Regions from separate parts of the Mus musculus genome. Here region 2 is linked to region 1. Evidence: chromatin contacts called from public HiChIP or PLAC-seq data. All regions are on one chromosome and are shown on one strand. Each heading gives the region's core, a stretch centred on a gene start, on an enhancer-like site or on the middle of the called end of the contact. The rest is flanking DNA. Distances are from core to core; before and after follow the strand shown. Region 1 has its middle 58 kb from the start of 2610301B20Rik. Region 2 holds the start of Trp53inp1 (transformation related protein 53 inducible nuclear protein 1).

What was found. HiChIP or PLAC-seq counts read pairs in DNA pulled down with a chosen protein or histone mark.
Region 2: an H3K27ac HiChIP or PLAC-seq map of epiblast stem cells shows a contact between it and region 1. The contact joins the promoter of Trp53inp1 here to the enhancer-like site in region 1. A contact is called at or near these places in 1 of 39 promoter capture datasets (liver), 3 of 484 Hi-C or Micro-C datasets (bone marrow-derived macrophages, embryonic stem cells and nephron progenitors), 15 of 115 datasets of contacts at active chromatin or transcription factors (the SCID.adh cell line, bone marrow-derived macrophages, double positive thymocytes and 8 more) and 3 of 9 other capture datasets (adipose tissue, liver and pancreatic islet).

What each region holds. Positions count from the first base shown.
Region 1 is chr4:10,930,935-10,933,911 of GRCm38.p6, reverse strand. No RefSeq gene overlaps it. Among named protein-coding and RNA genes, the nearest start is that of 2610301B20Rik, 58 kb to the right of the region's middle. Within about 2 kb of position 1,416, at least 31 of the 459 cell types and tissues checked have an H3K27ac peak or open chromatin away from gene starts, as enhancers often do. A contact at or near this core is called in the SCID.adh cell line, double positive thymocytes, embryonic stem cells and 1 more, where this site is marked.
Region 2 is chr4:11,155,046-11,158,022 of GRCm38.p6, reverse strand. It overlaps Trp53inp1 (transformation related protein 53 inducible nuclear protein 1), which reads right to left and starts at 1,582. Exons shown (of 4, transcript NM_021897.4): 1 at 1,476-1,582.

The DNA of each region.
Region 1 (2,977 bases), core at 167-2,666:
TGATATTTCTGTCTAAATCTGAGACCAAAGAGGCCTCATCTCTTTAATAAACTCCCCAGTCCTCCAACAGATACTTAGCACACAGTACACACTTGACACTCATACGCTTGCTAGCCCAAACAGTCACATTTCTGATCAACCACAAGGATGTGTGAGCCCTCGACTCTTCTCAGGAAATTTAGTCTTGAACCAATAGCAACTGAGATGCTATCAGAGTCTTGGCTTCCCCAGAGTGAGCTGTTTGGCTACTATCTTCAATTATTGATTTTAAATTCCTGCTGATTAACTGCTGGACAGTACTATATATAACTACATTAATCCAGTTTCCTTGCAAAACTTTGCATGGCTTGGGTTTCATGGAAAGCCTATGGAAGGGATGACCACATAAAAGCACTCTGGCATGTTCCAATGAAAATTTATTAGGGGTGTAACCTATGTTTAAGAATGAACTAGGTAGCCAGGTGTGGTGGTGCACGCCTTTAATCCCAGCACTTGGGAGGCAGAGGCAGGTGGATTTCTGAGTTTGAGGCCAGCCTGGTCTACAAAGTGAGTTCTAGGACAGCCAAGGCTACACAGAGAAACCCTGTTTTGAAAACAAAACAAAACAAAACAAAACAAAACAGCTAAAAGAATGAACTAAGTATATATCAAAATGCTCTGTCCTGGGCATTGAACATTTCAGTAAACAGTTATTAAGGCACTGACACAGATGGATGTCATGTTCCATGCCCTGCAAACACGCAGAGAAGAGACAGTCTTAAGCTTCAAAGAGCTTGCTTGCTCTGGGGTAGGTGGTATGGGATGTGGCAGGTGGGGTGGACAGGAGTAACAGTCACTGATGGTGTGTGTGTCAGGTACGGGGAGAGCCTGGAAGGGGGATGTTGACACAGGAGGGGATGCTGACACAGGAAGGGGGTGTTGACACAGGAGGGGGATGCTGACACAGGCCTTCTGAAGGGCTAAGGCATGATGGCTGAGCAAATCATGTGAGGAAAGACAAAAGAATGTTCTGGCCAATGGGACCAGCTTAGCAGTCACGTAGAAGTGAGGGGTACGGTGTAAAGTTAGATTCCTGAGTGTCCTGGCATGGTTCTAGTTTGCCGGGAGGATGGGAGAAAAAGCTGGAGAAGCAGGCTAGTGTTTGCCACATTGTAGACATTTGAAGAGGTTTGGACTTCTGCTCAAAGGCTCTGTGTATGCAGTCCTGGAAGGTGATCAAGAGCTGTGTCAAGATGCCTGGTGTGCTGGTGTTGCTCATGTAGACAGACATCCTGGGAGGGGCAGCAGGTGAGGAGAGGGAGAAGGTGGGGAGGGGCAGCAGGTGGGGAGGGGACAACAATGAGTTTGACTGTAGATATCAATGGACTGGGCAGTAACAATGGAATACTAAGGTTTTAGGAGTTGCCTGCTGTGCAGGAGCTAAAGACAGGAAGGAATTTGAACCATCCTGGTGAATGCTGAGAGGTCTTCCTGCTGTGTCTTCAGATTCTTCCACTCAATTAAGACTTAGTAGGTGGGTGGGAGAGATGGCCCAGCAATTAAGAGCGCTTGCTGCTTTGGTGGAAGAGGTTACATTCCCAGCACCTACACGGTGGCTCACAACCACCGGTAACTACATTTCCCAGGGGACCCAACATCCTCTTCTGGCCTCTGCAGACACTACACATATGTAGGTCAGAGGCAAACATGAAGGCAAAAGACACACACACACACACACACACACACACACACACACACACACAAGCACACTCATGCACGCACTAAAGTAAACTTAAAAAAACAAAAACAAGACTGAAGAGAGCTAGAGAGACAGGGGTGTGAGAAAGGAAAAACTCAGCAAAGCCCCATGACTGTTGTAAAGACAGTGAAGTGTGACTGATCTTAAAGAAGCCCACACCTGTGTTCTCTGTGTGTCACCTTCTGCCTGAGTGTCCCAATTCCCTGAGTGTCCCTATTCATCTCAGGCCTTATTCTGGGAATATATATTCAAATATCTTTAATAAACTCCAACTCTGCTCCATACTGACTATTAGAACTTCTCTCTGTCTCTCTCTGTCTCTCTGTCTCTGTCTCTCTCTGTCTCTGTCTCTGTCTCTCTCTCTCTCTCTCTCTCTCTCTCTCTGTGTGTGTGTGTGTGTGTGTGTGTGTGTGTGTGTGTGTGTGTGTGTGTAGAAGCTGGGAGTACAGTTCTACCCGATTTGAGGTCTCAATAATATGGGAATCCCCAAGCAGGGAGGTGGAGGAGTGGAGCTGTGTCTGATCCTGCTGCCCTCTTCAAACCAGGTTATGGAATGCTTACTGTGGGACTGGACCCTGTTACACCTCTTCCTTAGCCCTCTCCATAACCCCAGGAGAAGTTGTTTGCTTGCTCACAGCCATCCTGGCTGGAGAAGGAATTTAAGTTCTAGGTATCGTTATCTCTCTGATTTTATTGTGAGGTTCACAGAACTAGAGTGAGCAGTTCAAGATCAGGTTGCAAGAGCAAGTGAGAGGTCTGCGGACAAGTCCCCTGTCGCTCGTGTACACCTCAGCTGCCTCTAATGACTTGGGTGACTTATGAAATGGACATGCTTCATCCGAGCGAACCATGTATCTCACAGCAGCTTGGATGAGTCAACAGAAAAGGCAGACCTGACCTTGGCCTCAGCCCCAGCCCCTCCCTGAGTCGCACCTCTGAGACCTGGGCTAAACTACCAGGTGATGTGATAATGTCTGGAGACGTTTGGTGCTTGTTTTATTTTTCTTGTTGAGGCAGAGGCTTCTTGCCCTGCTGCCCCAAGCACTGGAGGCGAGGCCTATCATGGGCCCAAAGTGACGCAGGAGGAGGTTTGTCCCTTCCTGCTTTGGAGAATTCTTGGCATTTATGTACTGAAAGCCTAAGGAAGTGCAATTGGTTGATATGTGCCACCCAGATGAATACATCTGTGTTCTAACGTTTAAGACCGGGGGAGGTGACCTTATTTGAAAAGGGTGACAT
Region 2 (2,977 bases), core at 333-2,832, 220 kb before region 1:
TACAGTGTACTTGGATATAATAATAAATAAATTAAAACAAAACAAACAAACAAAAATGATTTCTTATGGGCCAGAAAGATAACTCAACATGGCAACGTGTATGGTGGCAAGCCTGATGGCTTGAGTGTGATCCCCAGAATATACATGGTGGAAGAAGAGAACCTAGCAGTTCAAAAAAACAAAGATGCTAATAAAAAGGTTTGTTCTTTTAGTCAGAAACAAGGGATGGCCTTGAACTGATTCTCCCACTGCCACCTGTTTAGTACTTGGTGGCATGGGCCACCTTTGATTCAAGTAATTTAAAAATCAATTTTGAACTACAAAAATACCAAGCCAAAAGAGTTGCCTGTGCTCCTTACACCTCTGTCTATTTAGCTAATTTACAAGGACTTACCACATCCTGTTCAGAAGTCTGAAAACAGTGAACAGAGAGCGGTTAGGTTGGTAATTCACTGCTTTGTTAACCTTAACTTTTGAAAGCAGTCGTTTCCATGAGAAATACACTAGGGAGCAGAAAGGAGTAAAAGACAAGATGAAAAACAAAAGAGACACTGGTCACAAAAATTAGTAGGCCATGGTTTCCAGCAAGGACTTTGAAAATTATAGTGGCTGAGGCTTGTACAAGCTGCCTAGTGTTTTCACACCTTACAATCACCACCAAAGATGTGATTTTTAAGATCTTGGGGGCATAGCCGGGCGTGGTGGTGCACGCCTTTAATCCCAGCACTTGGGAGGCAGAAGCAGGCAGATTTCTGAGTTCGAGGCCAGCCTGGTGTACAAAGTGAGTTCCAGGACAACCAGGGCTATACAGAGAAACCCTGTCTCGAATAAAACCAAAGGGGGGGGGGGGGGAGAAAGATCTTGGGGCATTTGTAATGATGTCGGTCCGAAGACCCAAGCTCAAAACTACTCAGCATTCTGAAAGAGCTCTTTCAGCCAGGAACTCCTTTAGTCTTTAAGGAGTTAACAGGTGGAAAGGGGTTCCCCGTTAATCTGCTCTGAACTTTTACACGGAGTAAACACACCGTGAAAGTGGAAGCAAAATGAAGGAATTGCACGTGAAATCCCTCTGCAAATAGTAAACACCGCTTCCTTTTAGTTAGCTGTGTGGCCTTAAAATTACTTTCTGTGCCTCCAAGTTTCCTCCGCTTAAATAAGCAATGTTGGGGCCTCGCAGGGCGGTCGCGACTGAAACGAAGTATTTAGAACCCACAGCAGTCTCTAGCACACCCCAAGTGCCAGCGACCAAACTGATGAGGACGGAAGCGACGGGAAGTGCTCTCCCCACAGGTGCAGGCTCGGTGATGCGCGAGGTCAGGAGGGGTCGGGCGGGTCTCCGGGTAACGGAGCAGGTTTCCCGTCACCCGCAGGTTCTCGGTGTCGCCGTGCTCGTCACGGCAGGGAGAGAGTCCGGCATGAAAGCCAGAGAGCGGGCAACCAACCGCCGCCCTCCCGCCTGTGTAGCCCGCACTTACGTGAGCCGAGCAGAGCTGCGGGTGCTGAGGTAGCTGCGGCAGGCCGGGCTCCTGCGCTGCGGTCGCTGCCCTGGCCGCCGCCGGCCCGTCCGGGTCCTTTTGTTGTTGTGCAGCTCTGGGAACAGCTGATCGGCTTCCCAGCCCCGCCCCGAGCCGCGCCAGCCGCAGGCCGACCAATCGGCTGCGCGGGGGCCTCCGGGGCCGCCCTGCGAGAGGTTGTCACTAACGCACGTGACCTGGCACTGGGCCGGCGGCGCGCCCGGGGCAGAAACAAGCCCGGGCAACAAAGCGGGAGCCGGAGAACACTCCGGGTGAGCGGGAGGAGGGGGAAGAACAGCGGCCCGGGACTGGCCGTGGTGGGAGCCGGCGGGACCGAGAGGAGAAGAGCCCGACCCCCGGAGCCGCTTCGGCTGAGTGAGGAGCCCAGAGTGTGGGTACAAGGCACTCAGCCCCCTTTTGCTGAGGGGCTGGTTAGGGATAGTAGTTGCTCCTCTGGTCAGTGTGGAGAGAAACCAATAGTCGCGATGCTGAAGGCAACCCACCGCTGGACATTGTTTTAAAAGAAGTCAGGGCCCCAAATACATGGGATGCCTGTGTCCCACTCATTCCTCACCCCTTAGACAGTAAGCCGGGGCCTAGTCTGCCTTATGAACTTGAACAGGAAGCTCTCAGGTCTTGCCCCCCAAGAGTCTGCTCTAGAAAGACAAAAGTCGGGCAGAGGAGGCCAGAACTCGGCCTAAAGGGCCTTAACTTCCGAAAAGAGGAACCCCGAGTGAAGAATTACCTCTGTTTCTTCCCAGGGGTCTGCATCTAAAGCCTTATAAGAACTGAGGAGGTTATGACCTTTTTTACAAAATGTAAACATTCACAGGACGCCTAGGTCCTCACCAGCTATTTATAGTGAGAAGAAAATGAGACACTACATTTATAAAGAGAGTCTAATCCAAAGCTCTACTGCACATACATTGGGGGATTAACTAGGAGTGACAGGAGTCATGTTGGTCCTGTCAGTTATATGGATTCTGTGGGGCTGAGATGTAATCTTCTGGCCTTGGTAGTCTCAAGAGACTCCTAGGTCTCGGATAGACCATCGAGTCACAGCCTGTTTGTCACCTAAGAAAACATCATCGGAAAACACAGATATTTACAATTCACAGTAGCAAATTATACTTATGAAATAGTAACAAAAACAGTTTTTATATTTGGGTCACCACAACATGAGAACTGTATTAAAGGGTCACAGCATTAACAAGGTTGAGAACCGCTGGGCTATACAGATGTGCGGACAAAGAAACAGGTTATAGATAAAGATGACAAATATCTGGCTTCTTCCTCGTCCTCTTGACATGAGACAAAGACCTTGTTTGTGTGCTTTTTCTCCTGTCAGCAGGGGTTCTCTTCTTGGTGATTGGTCCAGGCTAGTCCTGGACATGTTTTCCTGAAACTGTGGGCCCATCAGCTCCCTGTTGTTTAATTTACCAACCCCAAATTAGGAGAGGGGA